Linked DNA regions of Sminthopsis crassicaudata: region 2 is linked to region 1. The links are chromatin contacts, called in public Hi-C maps. All regions are on one chromosome and are shown on one strand. The core of a region is the stretch at or near the end of the contact, and the rest is flanking DNA. Distances in the headings are between cores, read along the strand shown.

Region 1 (6,851 bases), core at 3,070-5,569:
TCTTTAGGAAAACTGCCCTGATTTAATCCAGTAGATTTTTTTTTAATCCACTATTACCTTCTGAAAAAATTACCAAAACCAAAACTCCCAGGATTATAACCACTAAATTGCAGAGCTTTCAGGTCAAGGAGTAAATATTTCAAGTAGCTGAAAAGAAATAATTCATATTTCATGGAACTATAGTCAGGATTACACAAGATTTAATGGCTGCCAAGATTTAGTGCTTGGAACATGATATTCTAGAATGTAAAGGAACTAGGATTGTAACCAAGAATCACCTACCCAGCAAAACTGAGTAAAATCTTTCAGGGGAAAAATAGATATTTAATGAAATAGAGGATTTTTATGCACTCTTGATGAAAAGACAATTGTCATTCAAACATAAAAGAAGAAAATAGTATGGAGGTAAATAGAGTTAGTAATCATAACTATGAATGTCAATGGGATGAGTTCACCCATAAAATGGAAGCAGATAGCAGAATGGATTAGAAAAAAAAGGTCCTAACTATATGCTGATTACAAGAAGCACACTACAAACATTAAGATACATGTAGAGTTAATATAAAGGGCTGAAACAGAATCTGTTATGTTTCAGCTGAAGATTAAAAAAGGTCAGGGGTAGTAATCATGATTTCAGACTAACCAAAAGCAGAAATAGACCTAATTAAAATAAACAGGGAAAATACATTTTGCTAAAAGGTACCATAGACAAGAGAGTAATATACATTTTTTTATGTTAAGTTGATCTGATAAAGGTCTCATTTCTCAAATTTATGTGGAACTGAAATAAATTTATTTAAATTGATATGAACAGGCAGCTTTCAAGAGGAAAAAAAAAGCAAAGCTACTTATAATGCTATGAAAAGTGCTCTAAATCATCTACTAGAGAAATGCAAATTAAAACAATTTTGAGCTACCACTTTACATCCATTAGATTGGCTAATATGATAGAAAAGGAAAATGATAAATGCTAGAGGATGATATAGCAAAATAGGAACAATAATAATACATTGTTGGTAGAGTCATGAACTGCTTCAACCATTCTGAAAAACAATTTAGAACTATGTCCAAAGTACTATAAAACTGCATACTCTTTGGCCCAGCAATACCACTACTAGATCTATATATCAAAGAGATTTTTAAAAAGGGAAAAGGACCTATTTGTGCAAAAATATTTATAGCAGCTCTTTTTCTGGTGGTAAAAATGTGATTGTGATGGAATACTATTGTGCTATAGAGGGTGATTTAAAAAAAAACATGGGAAGATCTAAATGAATTAATAAAACAAGAAGTGAGGAGAATCAGTGGATCATTGTGCACAGTAACAGCAATGTTGCAATGATCAATGGCGAAAGACTTGGCTACTCTGATCAATATAATGATCCATGATAATTCCAAATGACTTATAATGAAAAAAAAAAGGCTATTTTTTTACTTTCAGAAGGAGAAGTTATGAACTTGAAGTGCAAATTGAAGTATAATTTTCTTTGCTTTATTATTTTTGTCTTTTTTTTTTTTTTTTGGTGACATGGCTAATATGGAAACATTTTGCATAGATTTTACAGATATTGATACTGTTTGCCTTTTCAATGAGAAGGTAAGGGTGGAAAGGGAGGAAGATAATTTAAAATCCAAAATTTAAAAAGGAAAGAATGTTAAAAATAAATGATTACTTTAAAATCAAACAAAAAACTGGAGCCACTCTCAGTGCTATTCTGACTGTCCTCCCTGGGGGGCTGAGGTCATTAGTTCTGTCTAACTTGCCATGCTTTCAGGGATCAATGAATGAATGGCTGTCCTCTAGGTGGTGCTGTTCCCCTACATTCAGTGGTCCAGCGTCAGAAGCCTGAAGATAGGTAGTTACTATCTGCTGGCCATGTGGGGTTGTCTCCATTGGAGCCAGATTGTGTTAATGCAATTGCAAACATCCCTCCTTCTGACCACCTCATCCTCCATGGAAAGATTTCTTAAGGTTCATTTCAAAATAGCTTAAAGAATGGCGTCCCATTCTGGATTTGCCTTGTCTTAGGTCACAAGGTAGAACTGTTCCCTTACAGCTAGTAGTTGGTAACTTCCTAAAGCACTCACAATCTCATTGAAAGGAGGGGTTACCAAGAAAATGGGTCCTAATAGCATTTCTCAGCATTTCACACTTTCCAGAGGGATTCAAGAAGGGGAATTCAGCCGGTACCAGTGCAAATACCGGTGGCTAGGTTTTTTTTTTTCCAATTAAGAAATCACAAGGATCATGGGTAACATAAGATCCCCAAGTTCAAAATAATAGTATCAGAGCAATATCTGAACCCAGGTCATATGGAGTTCTCTCCACTTGATCTAGTGTTTGCACGAAGTTGTTGGTATGTTGTCTTGTCGATTAGATGGTGAGCTCCTTAATAAAAAATAGCATTTCTATAGTGTCTACTATATACCAGGCACTTTACAAACAAGACCTTATTTGATCCTCACCACAACCCTGGGATGAAACTGCTATTATTATCCCCATTTCCCCTTAAAGAAAATAGAGGCAAACAGACTGATTTGTTCAAGATCACACAGTTAGTATATACCTAAGACCAGATCTGATACCAGGTTTTATTATGTTTTAGCGTAAGGAATATAATCAGTATTTATTAACTCAACAACCATTTATTATGAACTTACTTTGCCTAAAGCATTTCGTACTTTATATGGTCTATGAAAACAATGGGGAGAACCCTCCATGAATAAGCTCTGACATGGTCTTCATCTTTATCTTCAACTTTTACCTTCCAAGACCTTTTCATTCATCAATTACAATCATTTCAACTCCAAGTCTCACTTTTATTATCTTGAAATAGGAAGAAGGGTAAAACGGTAGAGAGTATAAATACTATTCAGGGCTGTTGAGAGGAAGCTCTTTGTAAACCTTAAGATGCCTCGTGGCCGCTAGGGGTCAGTAGTAGACAGGGAGTCCACTTGGAGCCGGGAAAACCCAAGTCAAATTTCCATCTTAGCCACTTTCTGCCTGCGTGATCTTGGTCAAGTCCCTTACTTAACCTGGCTCAGCTTCAAGTCTATTTCAAGTGCCTAGTCTGTGTCATGCACTATGCTAACTGGGGTGCAAAGAACGGCAAAACTGGTGTCTGCTTGCAAGGAGGCAACTAGGTGGTGCATTGGAGAGAGAGATGGGTCTCAAGTCAAGAAGAGCAGAGTTCAAATCCGTGTAAACTTGTGCAAATTATTTAAACTCAGTTTCCTCATCTGTAAAATGGGGATAAATACTAGCACTGTCTCTCAGGGAGTGAGGACCAAACCTTAAAGCGCCGAGTCAATGTTAGCTATTATTATTTACGATCTTTATCCTGATGCGCTTGGGCACTCTCTCAACGAGAGCCGGTCTCTCGCAGGGCACGTACGAGCTTTGCTAGCCTGCTGTCGAGCCCAGCTTTTTTTGGGGGGGGGGGGATTCACTCAGACGAGGCTGGAGCTGTCCCAGGGGAAAGAGAGAAGAGAGAACAAGCTTCTATCCAAGCCATACCTTACTGTTGCTTGGGAGAAGGAAATATCGCCTCTTGGCCGAGGGAGAGCCATAGTTCGGAGGCCCGTCCCTCTCCTAGGGCGCCAACCGTTCGCCCGCAGCCTGCAGCCCACAGCTCCCGGAGCCTCAGCTGGTATTTGTTTACAGTCTGTTGCTGTGGAAACACGGCCTCGAAAAGACCCTCGCGTATTGGGGTGGCCGAGATAGTGCCTGAGTCACGCGGCGTAAAGTGTAGGTCAGGGACGTTGTCCCCGACTAGGGGCAGCTGTGGCCCCTTGTTTTGGTAGTAGAGACAAATGTAATCGCCTGGAACTCACGTCCACTTGGGGGAGATTTCCCTAAGACACTAACACACAGATGACAGTAGTAATTAGAAGCAAACAAATTAACACGCTCCAAGGCAACAGAATGACTATCGCCGTAGGGGTGTGGCGAAGGCTGAGAGGCCGAAGCTGCTTTTCTATGGGGAATTGTAGTTTTTACCCTCCAAAAGTCTCCACTTGACAGGGTTTCAACTGGAAACAAGGACTACTTCTCCCAGCAAGCCGTGCGCGTTCGCCCTACCGAGAGCATTCGGACCGCCCCCGAAACCGTGGGCACTGTGGGACATGTAGTCATTCCGATGAGAAAACAAGCGTGTAGACACGGAAGTCGAACTCAGTTTCCCTACACCCTCCGCGGACGCGCAGCTTATTGGCTGGGCGCGGCGGATCTGGTGCTTCTCTCCCCCCGCCTCTCTGTGACACAATAGCGGCTCCCTCCAAGATGGCGGCAGCGGCGGCGGATCCGGGAGCAGGGAGCCCCCCAGCTGGCGAGTCTTGTGGCGGGGGCGGTAGTGGCGCTGGCGGGCTCCCCTCTCCCGGGGAGCAGGAGCTGACCCGACGCCTGCAGCGCCTTTACCCGGCTGTCAACCAGCACGAGACGCCGCTGCCCCGCTCCTGGAGCCCCAAGGACAAGTACAACTACATCGGCCTCTCCCAGAGCAACCTCCGCGTCCACTACAAAGGTGCCGGGGTCGGGGCCACGGGGTACGAGGGGGCCGCGGGGGGCCGCGGGGCCGGGCCCGCCTTGGACAGGGCTCGTGGGATCTAGAGACAGCTTAGAGACCGCCTAGCGCACCGCCCCCTCCACCATCCCCCCATAGCACAGGTGAAGAAACTGAGGCTCAGAGAGGGAAAGGGACTGTCCCAAGGTCACACAGCTCCGCGGTGCCCGATGTGGGATCCGAACCCTGGCCTTCTGATTGCCCAGTCCGGGACTCTTCCTAGTGTACCTCGCTGCGGAGTCTCCTCCCTGCTGTCCAAACTTGCGGCGGGTATTTGAGGAGGGCATTTGGGGGTGGAGGGAGGTCCACCTAGGGTCCCCACCCTCCTCCGCTAATTCCTGCCCATCTCCAACCTCATTCTTCCCTTTCAGGCCTTTCCCTGGACGGATGTGTGTGTGTGTGTCCTAATCCTTACCTTTGTCCCTCACCCTTGTTTAATCAAACAGAACTAGAAGGTGCGCGGTTAGGGTTAGGGTGAGAGGTCAGATATTCCTTTCCTTTTCGGGGCCGGGGGAGAAGGGGAACCGAGGTCCAAGGGGTGCGAGTGACTTCTGCTAAAACCGGAATGTGTGCTTTTAAACTCCACATCTAATGCATTTTCCACCTTTTATTCTCCCCCGTGTCTGGCTTCTTGGAATTCAGTCTGATTCAGCTTGGAGCCCCCCCACTCCGCCCCTTTTTCTAGGGAAGGTTGTCCTGATGCTTACTGAAATCTCCCGGAGCCACAGCAGGTGTCCCTAGTGCTGGCACCTTACGTAAGGCACTGGGCCCGGAGGCGCCCTGCAGCCCAGGGTTCTTCGCTCCTGTGCTTCAGACTCTGCCAAGCCATTGCCGGTCCCTAGTTTTCCTGAAGTTAGCCTATTGGAGGTGACCTCCCCCATTATAAGTCCCCCTGGTAGACCTTTCAGGAAGCCCCTCCGGTCTGTTTGTGAGTGGAAACACTGAATAGAGCAGGCTATCATTTCTTTTCCTACTCCATGTCCAGAGTGCCACAAAGGGGGCTGGCACCGTCTCCGACAAGCATCACCTCCTTATCTTTAGAAGTCACATACACACAGCCTTTATTAGGGAACATTGTTACCTAGTTTTCATCTGCACTGCTGCCAGAGTTTCTCGGTCAGCGTTGTTTCTGTCTCTCGCCAAGCCCATGGAAGAGGTGAGACAAAGTAAAACCTGCAGCATAATTCTGTAGTTCATTTACATAGTTACAACGCAGGACCATACTTTTAATTGGTTGAATTGTCTTCAAATTCCTCCTTCTGCTTGGTGAGAATTATTTTTGAGGAGTCCTTGTTGGGCTCTGTTGCAATAATCACTGAACAGTAAAAGGGGAGACTGCTAATGCATTTCCTTTTCTTGAAGCTTCCCTATCCCTTTTTTCCAGGTCATGGCAAAAATCACAAAGATGCTGCATCAGTTCGTGCAACTCATCCCATACCTGCTGCCTGTGGCATTTATTACTTTGAAGTGAAAATTGTCAGTAAAGGTAGAGATGGGTAAGTCACCTCTCACACTGTGCCCCTCTCACTGTGTCCTTAAAGACGAGCTTTTCCTTGTCAGTCAGGTTGGAGGTCACCCAGTTGATCTTTGTGATTCTAAGCTAAGGAGCTAACAGATGGGAAGGTGGAAGAGGAGGCCCTTTTGAGCTGCCCTCTGCCTAGTTGATATTGGTTTCCATTTCGTACTGTTGTTTTATTCAGTAACCCCAGCTGAAAGAGAGGCCTTTGCTAGACATGATGTAAGAAGTTTGTAACCCTGAGAGGATTGTTTGCTGCTCTTTCTTTTGATTGGGTAGTTTACAAAACTGTCTCACCTTCATGCATTGGGCTTTCCCAAATGTCACATTGGAAATGTACCAGGTCATTTCTCCACCCTCTTAACCCCTGCCATTAGAGTCGCTGACACATTTCAATCTGTTTCTTATAGTTTAGAATCACTTGCAGGGGAAGGAGAAAATACGGATTTTGGTAGCTTTCATAAAGGTAGTAAGAGAAGACTTAGACTTAGCAATGACAAAGTAACCTCTTTGAGTACTTGGGGAGGGAGGGATTAGGCTTGTTTTCTTTGGTGCCAGAGGGTGGACCCTGGAACAGTGGGTGGAGGTGCTGGAGACACATGTTTTTGGTTCTGTGTAACTTAAAACTCCCATTGAGCTGATGAGGAGGTGGTGAGCTCCCCACAAGTAGCGATTGCATGACCAGTTGTCAGACATGTCATTCAGGGGATTTCTGCTCATCTCAGGTTGACTTCTGTGGTGCTGTCCAACCATGACTGTGATCTCTGACTTTG
Region 2 (6,561 bases), core at 2,299-4,798, 240 kb after region 1:
TTCTGTTCAATTTGAAAAATCCAATGATCAGATTCCAAGTTCAGTGCTTTCCTTCCTCCTGGGCTTGATGAAGGTACAAGAGAATCCCAATTAGCACAATTATATTGTTCTGCACGATATAGTGGATGGAAGACTAGCCTTGGTTCATGACCCAACTCTGACCAAACTAGCTTTGTGATCATGTGTAAGGTATTAATTAACTTGCCAGTTCCCCAGGCAATTCTCCAATACTCTTCAAGTATAAATAAGTATCCAATCTCTACCAAGAATGGAAGTTTCCATATTAGGAGTCCTCTATGACTACATCACAGGGCTGAACCCCTCAAAAGAATATTGCTCAGACTAACTTTTCAACTAATTCCTCCCTGGAAAATCCAAACTGATTCATCCTGAGGGTACATTAGGGATGGGGGGGAGGAGGAGAAGAGGAAGAACCACCACTTAGTAGAAAGGGTTCTTGGAAACATAAGAAGCTTCCTAAAACTGACTGGCCTAATCCCCAAAGAGCAAGAGCAGTGTGGTAGAACAGTAACAATAATAATAGTTTATATTTATAAAGCACTTTAAGGTTTACAAACCACACTCTCGTTTGATCTCAAAGAATGGACTATTTTTATCTCCTTTTGACAGGTAAGAAAACCAAGGCACATTTAAATACTCCTTCAAGGTCTCACTAATATGAGGTTAAATTCAAACCCAGATTTTCCAATCCCAAATCCGTCATTCCTCCTATACAAGAAGCTCAGCTTGGACTCAGGCAAAACAGGGCCTCCTCACCTTAGTTTTAACATTAGCATAAAGTTGGCTTGCTTTATAACCCTTAAAGTGCCATAGAAATGTGAACTATCACAATTAAATCCAGTGGTGGCTGTGCACACACAACCCTTGTGCACAGAAATCTAAACAACTTTTTATTCTTGAACTTCAATTTTCTTTGTAAGATGAGTCCAAGGGGAAAAGATGGAATATTTAGATAGCTCCCACTTCCCCTGCTTCTCCTCAGGGAATCCAATCCCACCGGCAAGAAACACCAGCAGGCCAAAAATTGCTAAAAATGTTTATTGCCAGTAAGCTTCAGAAAGCATTCATCCAATAATACCACCAAGTGAAGAAGGGGGGCAGAGGGGTATTTGGGTAGAGAAAGGAGGCCCTTCTGGCCAAAAGTCCCAGCGAAGTGCCCCGCTTCCTGTAGCCTTTTGTGCACTACTCAGCAGGGGGCATGGGCCTGAGCCAGCCAGGCAGCTGAGGCTCTGTCACTTATACTGGGGGGACAGCGGGGGAACGAGATGTGCTGCACACACGCTCAGCATCTTGTCGATGTCCACCTGGGTCGACTTGTCCACCTCGGCCTTTAGCTGGCTGCTTGGGGTGAAGCTGAGGATGGGCACGGGCTCTTCAACCCCCTCTTCTGCAAAGGGAGCCAGCACCGAGGGGATCGCTTGAGCTGGGAGAGAAGGAAGGAAAGAATATGTGGAGGACTGTCTTGATTTGGCGCTCCCCCCACCCCAGATCCCCGACAGAATCTGATCTGGTCTCTGGGGCCAGAACCATTGTCCGTTCCTTTCCCAGAAAGGTCATCGAGGTGATGGAGTGCTTAGCCCGGAAGAGACTGGAAGTCCCCGGGGCCAACAGGGGAAGAACGGGAAGGAAGTTTCCCCCAGCTCAAACTGCCATGGCTTGACTTTAGAGCAACACTGACCTATTAGGGGGGAGGCCTGTGGTCTCTCCACCCCTGCCTCCTCTGGGCCTCCTGGAGTCGTCTGGTCTGGGACCAAGCCCAGTTCCACTTCAATCTCGGCTTCTCCATCCCCAGCTTGGTTCAGCTCTGGGTTGCTGTAGTTGATGTACTGATATAAGGGCCTCAGGCGCTGAGCTTTCCCTGCAAGTGGCCATAGGTTGTACCTCTGAGCGATGGGTGGCGCCCTGGACGGGCCCTGTCCCCCATCTCCTCGGGAATAAAGGGAAAAGGCCAGGGGTGGGGTGGGGGGGGGTTTGAAGAGAAGCCCCAGAGCTAAGGCACGAGAGGATGGGCCAGGTCCCAGAGCCCCAGAAGCCCCCCCCAATGCCACTCACGCTCCAGCCCGAGGGTTTCCGCCGGGGTGGGCACCACGGTGGCAGTAGCCAAAGGCGGGGGCACGCCGAGGCTCTTGCGCTTCTTGGCCTTTTTGTGCTGCTTGGCCGGCGGGGAGGGCTCTCCTTGTGCTCCATCAGATTCTTCCCTTCTCAAGGGCGGCCTTCTCAAATCAGCGTGCTGCAGGAGCAGCTCAGCCTCCACCCTGGGATGGACACGAGGAGGGAAGGAACAGAGGAACGCTGGATAGGCAGCTCTATCTGGGGCAACTGCCGGGCGAGCAAGTCCCGGCGGCGCCGCTCCCGCCACGAACCGCGCCCGGATCACCCCGGGGCTGGGAGCTGGGGGCTGGGGGGAGTGATGGCCGCTGGGCCGGGCTCCAGCCGCTGTCCCTGGAAATCCCTTGAATCCTAGAGGGAATGAGGACACCTGGCCTTCCTCCTCTCCCCCTACCCTCAACGGGCCCAATTTGCCCCTGGATGTAGAATTCTCTGGCCATATTTGGCCACATTACAGACTACTAACATGTTCCCTTTCTTCTTCCCAAGTAAATGCTCCCGACTCTCCCTTTCTTTTTCCTTACCCCACTGGTCACTTCCTTCTCGTCGTCCCTAGTCCTACAGCCCACTCCTAAAGCCTCCGGGGACAACTTCCCCACCCCGGCCCCTTGCAGCCGCTCCCCTTCTCGCCGGACCCGCCCTCCTCAACCCGGCCGGCGCGGTCCTGCCCAGCGACGCTGGCGAGCCCCCGAGCCGGGGCCAGGCTCCACATTGGGCAGGCAGGCGGCGAAGTTTCGCTTTTCCCTGCAGCCCAGGGTCAGCAGAGGAGCGGCGGGGCAGCCTCCCTGGCCCTCGCCCCCTCACTTGGCCGGCTTCCTCTTGAGCCCGTGGCTGGCCCGCAAGGGCGGGACCAGCGGCGGGGGGCGGGGACCCCGCGGCTCCAACTGCTCCTCATCCTTTGCCAGCTCCTCCTCCAGCTCCGGCTCGGGCTCGGGCTCCGGCTCCGGCTCCGGCTCGGGCTCCAGTCCCGACCCAGCCTGGCGCTCTTCCCCCTGCGGGTCACCGAGGTCTCGGGCCGGGGCGGGTGGCCACCTGCCCCTTATCCTGTCGCCGGCCCGGGCCGTTACTGGGACTGTGGCAACCCAGTCTTGTCCGCTCTCCTGGGGGCCTCCTCCCTCCCCACATTTGGCTGCTGACGGAGGGGCCCCGCTCCCTTCCCCCCCTTACTCTGTAGCGCCTCTACCCCTCTCCGGGCGGTCCCCTGCTGCCGCCTCCCCCACGCTCAGTCTCCCTCCCGGCCCTCTTACCCCTGCTCTGCCCTTCACGCTGAACTGTCACTCCCCCCCCCACCGCTGTCACCTCAGCGCCCGGGCCCCCGGGGCTCTCGGGAGCCTCTCCAAGCGGTGCTGACCCCGCCGGGTTCCCCTGTCGCCTCCCCGGCCCTGCCATGGCCATGACCACGGGGAAGAGAGAAAGAGATCCTCTTCCCTCGGAATCCCGGGACTCGATCTCCCGTCCTTCGCTCGAGGGTGAGAGAGAAGGGGGGCGGGGGAGGGAGTGTTAGAGCGGGGAATTCTAATCGAAGGTAATCGTGGGCAAAGGAAGGCCTGCACGTACCCGGGTATTGGGGTTACAGACAATCCGATCGACATTGGGACAGCTGATGAAAAGAGACGGACGAGAACCCGCTCCTCCAGCCCCACCTTTGGCTTCCGGCTGCCCGGACGGAGAGAGCAGATTCATTCATTCCTCCGACCAGCTGAAGTCTAAACAAGAAACGAGTTCGCCCTTTCACGTTGGCAACAGCTAGCACCTGTACAATTACCTCATTTTGTCCTCCCAGCCCTGGGAGGAGACCCATCCCTGGTCTGTGGGTGCAGGTAAATGGTTACAGGCTCACAGACTAGCAAGGGTCGGAGGTCAGGCTTACATTTAGACCTTCCTCACTCTAGGTGGCGGGCTCTACCGGCGCCCACCTAGGCACAGTAGATACTTGGCTAGGTGATGATCTTTATCACTTCCCATAGATTCAATTCTCATGCCTGTGCTGGTGACTCTCAAATCTATTCAATCCAGTCTCTCTGTGGACTTCCAGCATCACATCTCCAGCTGCCTCTGGGATATCTGGAACTGGGTGTCTCATGATCATGTGACACTCAACGTGTCACAGACTGAACTCATCACTCACCCCCTTACCATGGAGGGTGATGCCATCCTCCCAGGCACCTGGGGCTCACATCCCAGATCCTTGAGTCCTCACCCCCACTCCCCATATGTGTGGGTTTTTTTTTGTTTGTTTGTTTTGTTTTGTTTTGTTTTGTTTTTTTATCCTTGTAACATCTCTCTTGTCACTTTCCCTCCTCTGTGACCAGCCTGTTTAAGGTCCCATGAATTTGTGCCTGAACTATCACAATAGATTTCTGGTGAGTCTCCTTGCCTCCAGCTGATTCTCCACTTCGATTTCAAATTGATTTTCCTTAAGTGCAAGTCTAACCCTTTGTGAGCCCCTCCTTAACAAATGGGTGCAGTTCCCTGTTGCCTTCAGGATCAAATATAAAATCCTATATTTGGCTTTTAAAACCCTTCAAAACCTGACATCTTGGTTCCCTTCACATACTCTGAGATCCAGTGATACTGGCCTCTGCTGTTCTTCACACTAGACCCCCATCTCCTGACTCCAGGCATTTTCACTGACTGCCTCCCATGACTCATCTCCACCTCTCAACTCCCAATTTCCCTCCAGTCCCAGCTAAAATGAATCTGTCATTTTTGCAAGAGCCTGAGAGCACCCCACCTTATTCAGTAAATATCCTGTTCACGGTCGTTCGCATATTATCTCCTGGTTCTTGAGCAGGGGATGAGTTTTTGTTTTTTTTATAAACCAGAGTTTAGCCCAGACTTGGTATTTGTACATAAATGTACATCTGTACTTGACTTTGTACATAAATGACTATAATATAAAAGGTATAATGAATAAATGCACGAGGTAGGAACAAAGCATTTACTGGAGGGAGAGCCCTGGTCTCTAGATTGGGCTTAAAGGAGTTAGGGAAAGCTGTCTGGAGGAAATGAACGGCCTTTCAGTTGGGCCTTGACTGCCTTGTTGGTGGAAGGAAAAAAGAATCAGGAGATAATCAGTGAAAATTCACGTTAGGACACTTGCCCCTCTAAGTGCACCACCAGCCAGCATAGTTCATGCCTCTTGTCCAAAACGGCCTCCCTTCTTTAGTTCACCAAGAATCCCTAGCTTCCCTCAAAGCTCAGCCTCTCAATGCTACTGTTGACAGGAAACCTAACCTGCTAATTCCCTCTCCCTCTGGAAATTACTTTGAATCTACTTTGTATATCCACTTAGTATCTGATTTGTGTATCCACGTAATATTTAATTTCCTATGTACTTTGAATCTGCTTTGTATATCATTTAGTATTTGATTTTCTATGTTCTTGTTGCTATAAAAAAAAAAGAAGAGTTTAAATTCCTTGAAGACTGGGGACTGTTTCCTTTTCTGTCTTTATAACTGGGGCCTAAGGCAGGATGTTTCCATCAGAATCCTTTATCTGTTCTCCAGTTATAATTTAACCAGGGTCCAAAGGAAGGATAATTTGGGGAGGAGAGAGATGTTGCTGAGAATGAGAGTGGGGAGGATGAGAGTGTTGCTGAGAATGATCTCCTTCTTTCCTTCTCAGAAATCTGTTTCTGATTGTGGAGATTTTTATAGCTTTTAGACAATTCCAGGAAAGTTTATACTTTTGGTGAGATGATAGGAGGCTGGGGAAGAGAGGTAATGGATGTCAGGAGAAAGAAGAGCATTGACAAAGCAGCATATAGGAGTACTGCATAAAATGCTTTTTCCATTATCCCTTGAGATTGGACATCCTTGCTCATCATTTCTTCCATCCAATAACATTAGCCCTCTGGCTATTCCATGAACTATCCCTCCATCTCTTGGTTCTAGGCATTCTCTCTGGCGGAAATGAGGCTAGAGGGATGGGCTGAACACTTCATAGTGCTCTTAATAGACCATCATCAATCAATGCTAAAGCCATTGACTGTTTATACATATACATATTTAGACAATTATCTTGCTGCACAAGAAAAAATCAAAAAGAAAAAATGAGAAAGAAAACAGAATGCAAGCAAACAACAAAACGAGTGAAAATGATGTGTTGAAATCTACACTCAGTTCCCACAGTTCTCTCTCTGGGTGTAGATGGCTCTCTTCATCATTAGATAATTGGAACTGTGAAGAAGACATTTTGAATGTCATTAGACTACTTTTGTGTAGCGGAGCACATGGTGCTGATTATATTCCAGCTGAGATTTACATGATTAGAAGGTCCCATTGCTCATACAAAAGCTGACTGAAATTTTCAGGGTTATATGTCAAGAGGAGGTTATTCCTCAGAAATTCAAGGATGCTTCCATTGTCCATTTCTAAAAAGGTAAAGGGAATAGGTTGTTCTGTGTTAATCACAGGGGACTCTCGCTCT

What was found. A called contact is a pair of places that touch in the nucleus more often than the background predicts.
Region 2: a contact with region 1 is called in a Hi-C map of fibroblasts, with 18 times the contacts expected there. The contact joins the promoter of C2H16orf86 here to the promoter of TSNAXIP1 in region 1. A contact is called at or near these places in 2 of 2 Hi-C or Micro-C datasets (fibroblasts and hippocampus).

Annotation. Positions count from the first base shown.
Region 1 is chr2:58,886,210-58,893,060 of ASM4859323v1, forward strand. It overlaps TSNAXIP1 (translin associated factor X interacting protein 1), which reads right to left and starts at 4,320. Exons shown (of 14, transcript XM_074286411.1): 1 at 3,518-4,320. The coding sequence starts at 3,570. It overlaps RANBP10 (RAN binding protein 10), which reads left to right and starts at 4,256. Exons shown (of 13, transcript XM_074286420.1): 1 at 4,256-4,523; 2 at 5,947-6,058.
Region 2 is chr2:59,128,712-59,135,272 of ASM4859323v1, forward strand. It overlaps C2H16orf86 (chromosome 2 C16orf86 homolog), which reads right to left and starts at 3,549. Exons shown (of 5, transcript XM_074286430.1): 1 at 3,430-3,549; 2 at 2,935-3,122; 3 at 2,074-2,276; 4 at 1,700-1,879; 5 at 1,045-1,444. The coding sequence starts at 3,525. The coding sequence ends at 1,254.